Regions from separate parts of the Mus musculus genome. Here region 1 is linked to region 2. Evidence: chromatin contacts called from public Micro-C data. All regions are on one chromosome and are shown on one strand. Each heading gives the region's core, a stretch centred on a gene start, on an enhancer-like site or on the middle of the called end of the contact. The rest is flanking DNA. Distances are from core to core; before and after follow the strand shown. Region 1 holds the start of Irgm2 (immunity-related GTPase family M member 2). Region 2 holds the start of Hand1 (heart and neural crest derivatives expressed 1).

Region 1 (2,983 bases), core at 389-2,888, 380 kb after region 2:
GCATTTTCTCAATTAGTGATCAAGGGGGAAAGGCCCCTTGTGGGTGGTGCTATCCCTGGGCTGGTGGTCCTGGGTTCTATAAGAAAGCAAGTTGAGCAAGCCAGGGGAAGCAAGCCAGTAAGTAACATCCCTCCATGGCCCCTGCATCATCTCCTGCTTCATGCCCTGCTTGAGTTCCAGTCCTGACATCCTTTGGTGATGAACAGCAATGTGGAAGTGTAAGCTAAAAAAACCCTTTCCTCCCCAACTTGCTTCTTGGTCATGATGTCTGTGCAGGAATAGAAACCCTGACTAAAAAAAACAGCAGGCATCAAGCAGGTAACAGCACCTTGGGACAGTGCAGCTGTCTTGTAGAGACCAACCCAGGCTGAGGACTGGAGGGGAGGAGGATGTTGTGTGGCCCTGGGAAGCACTTCTCCACCTGTTGGAACATCAAGGCAGGAGTTTGGAGGAGCTCAGAGCAGCCCAGACACTGAAGAGTGAGGGAAGAGGAAGTCAGGGACCGATAGAAGGTAGGCTTGCCACACATGGTCCACAGGATATCCTCGGGATCTGACATTGATGGGTTCTTTAATGAGCCTTGCCCTGAAACCCCCAGACCTGTTCTGACTGTGGTGTGAAATACGGACACCAGCTTAATAGTTACAGGCCTCTACTCCCAAGGTCATCAATAACACAGGGCAAGCCAGGTACTGTGTCTCCTGAACTCTGAGGAATCACGAGTGAGAAGAGACCACACTGGAGATAGGGTAAGATGACAGGGTAGATTAGAAGGGCTCCCTGGTAGGAGGGATCGAGAGAACTAGTGAACAAGGGGAGCAGCTACAAGGAGCAGCCTTGTGAAGGGTCTGCTGCTCTTGAGAGGTCCACTAAGAACCCTGGGAAAGAAACATTTCAGTTCCCCGGGGAAGCACACTGGGATCCTCAGAGGAAGCCACTGACAATAAGCCTAGATCAGTGCCGACCCTGACTCAGTCTGGAGCTGAGTTAGATCTTGGGACACATGGCTGGAGAAGATACCAAGACCAGAGCTGAGCTCCTGTCTGAACTTCTTCAAGGTCTCACCAAATATAATGAAACTAACCTAGTAACCAATAAAAATTGTACTAATGTCACTGCTTTGCCCCTTACTGATCATAGTAGAGGTTACCTAACGCTTCTGAAAATTTCCCCTGCGTTAAAGCCCCTCAGGCTGCCGCCATTTTGATGAATGGTTGACCTCAGAATGCTGGTAATTTCTGCAGAATACACTGACTTTTCTTTTATATACTATTTGAGTCGGGGGTCTTCCTTCGGCGATCCTCAAACCCTATCACTCCCATAGTTCTGGAACGCACTGGATCTGAAGATGAGCGTCTCCCAGGGTTAGGTGCTATCATCTGAGCACTAGGGGCTCCGGGAAGGGAGGTAGCAGGGTCAGTCCAGGCAGCTCTGACCGAAGTCTGAATGGCAGGCTTCACGGGCAGACTTCTGACCTCCCCAACTGGCCAGCGGCCGACAGAGTTCCTCCCCCCTCTGAAGAAGAACTTGGCCTCTGAGTGCTAACTCCCGAAAACTAGCCATTTCCAGGAACTGAAACTGAAAGCTGTTCGGGCACCAGGCCCCGCCCCTTGGGGAGGAGGCAGGCAGGGCTCACGCCTAGAAGTTGGGGACTTACATCTGGGCCAACATAGATAGAGCAGGGTCTGAGAGGAAACCTAGGAGCTCAGGCTGCCCTTCAGCTGCTCCTGCCTCTTCTAATCGCTCTTCCCCACAGGACCCTGCCCCACCACACTTCTCTCTCTCCTGACCGTCCTGAGCCTGGATTGCAGTTTTGTAAGGCTTCTGAGCAGGTAGGTGAGGGGCTCCTGCTTGGCCTATAAACCTGCTCAGGGCAGGGGAGTCTGGGGTCAGGTGTTCCTCTGGGGCACCCTGTGCAGGAGGCACCCTCCTGCACTGTCTTCAGGATCGGAGTGCCTGGTGTCTGGCTGAATCAAGTCCTTCCAATTCACCAGAGAGAAGCAGTGTGCTTCTTTTTTTACCTGGGTATCCCTGGGTTTGTGGGTCTTCTGAGGGGGCCTAGTTAAGAGAAAACAGGTGGGATTTTACTCAGTCTCTCAGTTATTGGCCAGAGTCCAGGATCAGAACCTCTCCCGGGTATCTGGATGTCCCGGGACTATGTAAACACAGTGCTCTTTATTCGGAGCAGATAGAGACTGGAACTTGAAAGATGGAGTTTCTAAGGAAACTTTTTGTATAGTTCTCAGCTCAATTATTTTAAAAGATATTTATTTAGTGTGTGTGTCTGTGTGTCTGTGGCAATCAGAGGACAACTTGCAGACCTGATTCTCTCCTTCCACAATCGAACTCACATCATCAGGTTTGGTGGCAAGTGTGTTTACTTGGTAAGCCGTCTCACGGGCCCTTTTAAAACAAACAAACCAAACCAACCAACCAACCAACCAACCAACCAAAACCAAAATCTAAAAACCAAAAACACCAAAAAATAAAGAAATTAAAATAAAATTAAATTTAAAAAATTAAAACCAAGACAAAACCAGTTCAAATATTTCATCCGCTTTAGAAAATCTGGCACACCACAGGCACCCACCCAGCTCAGTCCTTCATAGATAATTACGGTGGGGGCGGGGGGACGCTTTAAACACCACCTACCAAAAGCATGCTGGGTCCAAGGCTGTTCCCACTGACCATGGGGTGGATCACCACCCTTTCCTGGAATCAGTAGCACCCGGAAATTCCCTGTGTCCCCACAATGGTGAAGTGATAAAGAACAAGGTAGGATTGAGGGTCCAATAGGGTCTGTGTTCACAAAAGTTTTTGACAGCTCAGATCCACAGCTAGTTTAGGCTGTTCCCCACATCTCTGGAAGCCCCTCTCATGGAGCCTCAGAGTTGCTGGATGAGGGAAGAACTGTGTGGAGTACTTGATAGGCAATCTCTTCCTAAGTGTGAGTTTTCAATGTTTGCATAGTTGAGCTCGGTGA
Region 2 (3,191 bases), core at 71-2,570:
TTTGTGTTTGGGTTTTTTGTTTTGTTTTGTTGCTTTAAAAACTGTTTTGGGAGAACATCACACGTCAGTGCAGTATTTAAGTCATTTCCTACTTTCATTCTCAACCTGGCTTCCAGAAGGGCCCAGGGAAGACTCAAAACACCTTCAGATTTAAAACAAACTATAATATAGAATATAGCCCCTTCTTGGAAGCCCAAGGTTTTCAATTCATCTTGTAAGGCCCTACGATCACTTTTAAAAAGCAAAATTCTATGTTCACTCAGCAATGACTGTGCACACAATGGCAGACTGTGTCGACCTCAGAACTCTCCCTAGTCTTTCAGAGTCCCACCCAGAACACAGCTCAGTGTTTGCAGGCCTGTTCTTACTTACCCCAGCCCGCACCCTTAGCTGGAACTTATAAGCCCCGGGACTCACCAACTCCCTTTTCCGCTTGCTTTCGCGACCACCATCCGTCTTTTTGAGTTCAGCCTTGAAGGCCTCGGGGTCACCTGCTTGTGCATCCTTGGCCAGCACGTCCATCAAGTAGGCGATGTAACTGGTAGCCAGGCGCAGAGTCTTGATCTTGGAGAGCTTGGTGTCGGCGGGCACATTGGGGATGCACTCACGCAGCTCCGCGAACGCGCTGTTAATGCTCTCTGTGCGTCTCCTCTCCTTCTTGGGTCCTGAGCCTTTTCGTTTGGGCAGGCGGCTTCCAAGAGCCTCCAGCCGACCTGGGCTCTGACTCGGCCTGGCATCGGGACCATAGGCAGCCGCTGCTACTGCGGTGGTAGGTGGTGGCCCGCCGGCAGGGAAATCTGGGGCAGCATCAGCCGGGCTCAGCAGCCAGCTCTGGAAGTAAGGCCGCTCCTGGTGGCAACGCGAGGCCGGGCCAAACAGGAAGGGTTCGTGGAGCATGGGGTGCGGCGGGTGTGAGTGGTGATGATGGTGATGATGTGCGTAGCTGCCCACGAGGTTCATGTTGGAGAGGCTCCTGGCCTGTGCTGTCAGCCCAATTAGCACCGCCCCATGCGCCCCACAGAAGGGGGTCACCGTGGGCTCCAGAGGCAGCGAACTGGCTGGGGTTTGGAGAGTCCTGAGCGAGCAAGGCTGGAGATGACACGAAGGACCTGCCGACCTCTTGAAGGTTTCTGTAGGCAACGAGGGAGAAGGGTTCAGACGTCCAAAGACCGGGTTTAACCCTTCTGCGGACTTGCCACCAGGATCCTGCTTATATAAGGCCTCGGCTTTGATGTCAACCTCTAGCCGGAGCCAATGGCAGGAGGAGGGAAGGGGGTGGCGGTCCCAAGTTTTATGCTCAGCAAGCGCCACACAATTCTAAGCTGACCACAGGGACTGAAAACCCGCCCCGCCTATGTCCCTCCCCTCTCCCAGTTCCCCTCCTGGAAGGGCGGGGGCTACGAACTTGAGGCCAGGCCTGCTCACTCCCTGTACTGAACCTACCACCCTTTCTTCATGGATCCAAGGAAAGGATTCTAGAATTATCCCTTGAAAACAGACAGAGCCTCATCAACACACACACACACACACACACACACACACACACACACACACACACACACACACACACTTGATTTCACAGATAGGGAAACTGAGGACCAGAACAAATTGTTGTTTTTAGGCCTGAAATTCAGAATAGGATATGCAGCATTCCTGAACCCGAACTGCTCATCGTGGGAGCCTGAAGGCCATTGGGCCCAGCAGGGAAGTAGGCTAGGCCCTAACACCTATAGCCCCACCTTTAGGTCCCCTGCTTCAGGCAGGACCTGGAGCTGCTGCCCAACAAGGTGGTCTCCTGAGATCCAGTTCTCGCCCAGCTGCGGACTTCCAGAAGAGCCTTCAGAGGCCGAGGTGGAAGTGGGAGGGAAAGGGAGCGGGGCTTCCAGCTCTTGGGCACTGACCAGTTTGTTCCGGGCTTGGGGGTTGGGGGTGGAGACGGTGGCTGATCTCTGCTCCTCTAGCCTCTCAGGCGCCTGGTTCGGTGTAAACGCCGGCAGGCTGAGCTGGTGGCGAGGCAGCCTGGCGGCGCCTTGGCCCCAAGGCATCTCTGTGGCAGGACTCCCCGGTGTCTTCGGAAGATTCGCACGTAGGGCTAAGGAGCCGGCGACTGCTGGGCTGCTCACTCCATCTGGCTCGCCACCTGCATGAAAATCTTTGATCCTATAAAGATACTTCCACTGAGGCTCACACTGGAAGAAACCAGCCCACCCCCACCCCTGATATCCACGGAGAAACAGCCTAGGCGCTTCACACTCACTCTGCTGAGGCAGGGAATATCTGTGCAACCTTGTGTTGCTCCCCATCAGCCTAGATTCTCCAAGGTGGGATTCCACAAAGAGATGGCTTTCCAAGAGTTGATAAGAACGTGGGAGACCAGGCTTTTAAGCTTGAAACTCTGGGTCTTCTTCATCTTTTCATTAAGGTCCCTGTCCCTAGGACCCCCTCCATCCTCACCAACATTTCTGGTCTCGCTCCTTCCCTAGGTGGGCTTGTGCCTATCAAATGTCAGTTAAGGGGGGAAATGAGATGATGTCAAATTCTTTTTAATTCGCTTCTGATCCAGCCACTCGAAAGTTGCTCGCTGAGGCCCAGCTTGTGTAAGACAATTACCAGGCAGGGACAGTGGGAGAGAGGCCACCGTGCGCAGACGGGATGTGAGGCCCAGTAGCAAGTGGGTAAGTGAAAACGAATGTGGAGTAGGTCGTGGGCTCAACAGATGACAGTCCCTGTGTGTGAAATCCTAGGAATGTGTGCGAATTGTGATTTCTGCGTGTCTGTGAGAGTAATCTCGCTTTGAGGCGTGGATGGAAGCTCAGTCGCTGAGGTCTGAGCCCCAAGGTCCCACCTGTGAGAACTGGTTGTGCAAGAGATTGTGAGCGGCAGTGGAAAGAGATCCGGAGAACCTCACTTTCCTGCCCCAGGCGAACTGGAAACCCGCTGCTTTTGCAGGCGCCTGGCGCCCGCAGCGCTGGGGTTGGGCTCAGCCAGGGGCCTGGGGAAGGCTCCCCGGGAAGGCGCCGGTTCCGCAGCTGCGCAGCTGCTCCGCGGGTTCTTGTGCCCTGCGGGTTGGGAGTCACTCTCAGAATGAGGGAACCTGGGTGGAAAGGGCCTGGATTCTCAAGACAGCACAGTTCTGACTCCAGCAGTCTTCATCCTGGACTCCATGACAGGTCCATACATATACACAGGCT

Evidence for each region. Hi-C and Micro-C count contacts between places; a contact is called where the count stands out from the background.
Region 1: a contact with region 2 is called in a Micro-C map of embryonic stem cells, with 1.4 times the contacts expected there. The contact joins the promoter of Irgm2 here to the promoter of Hand1 in region 2. A contact is called at or near these places in 1 of 39 promoter capture datasets (pre-B cells) and 1 of 484 Hi-C or Micro-C datasets (embryonic stem cells).

The regions. Positions count from the first base shown.
Region 1 is chr11:58,213,339-58,216,321 of GRCm38.p6, forward strand. Irgm2 (immunity-related GTPase family M member 2) reads left to right here and starts at 1,639. Exons shown (of 2, transcript NM_019440.3): 1 at 1,639-1,832.
Region 2 is chr11:57,830,827-57,834,017 of GRCm38.p6, forward strand. Hand1 (heart and neural crest derivatives expressed 1) reads right to left here and starts at 1,321. Exons shown (of 2, transcript NM_008213.2): 1 at 418-1,321. The coding sequence starts at 960. It overlaps Gm32915 (a long non-coding RNA gene), which reads left to right and starts at 1,282. Exons shown (of 3, transcript XR_003949681.1): 1 at 1,282-2,675.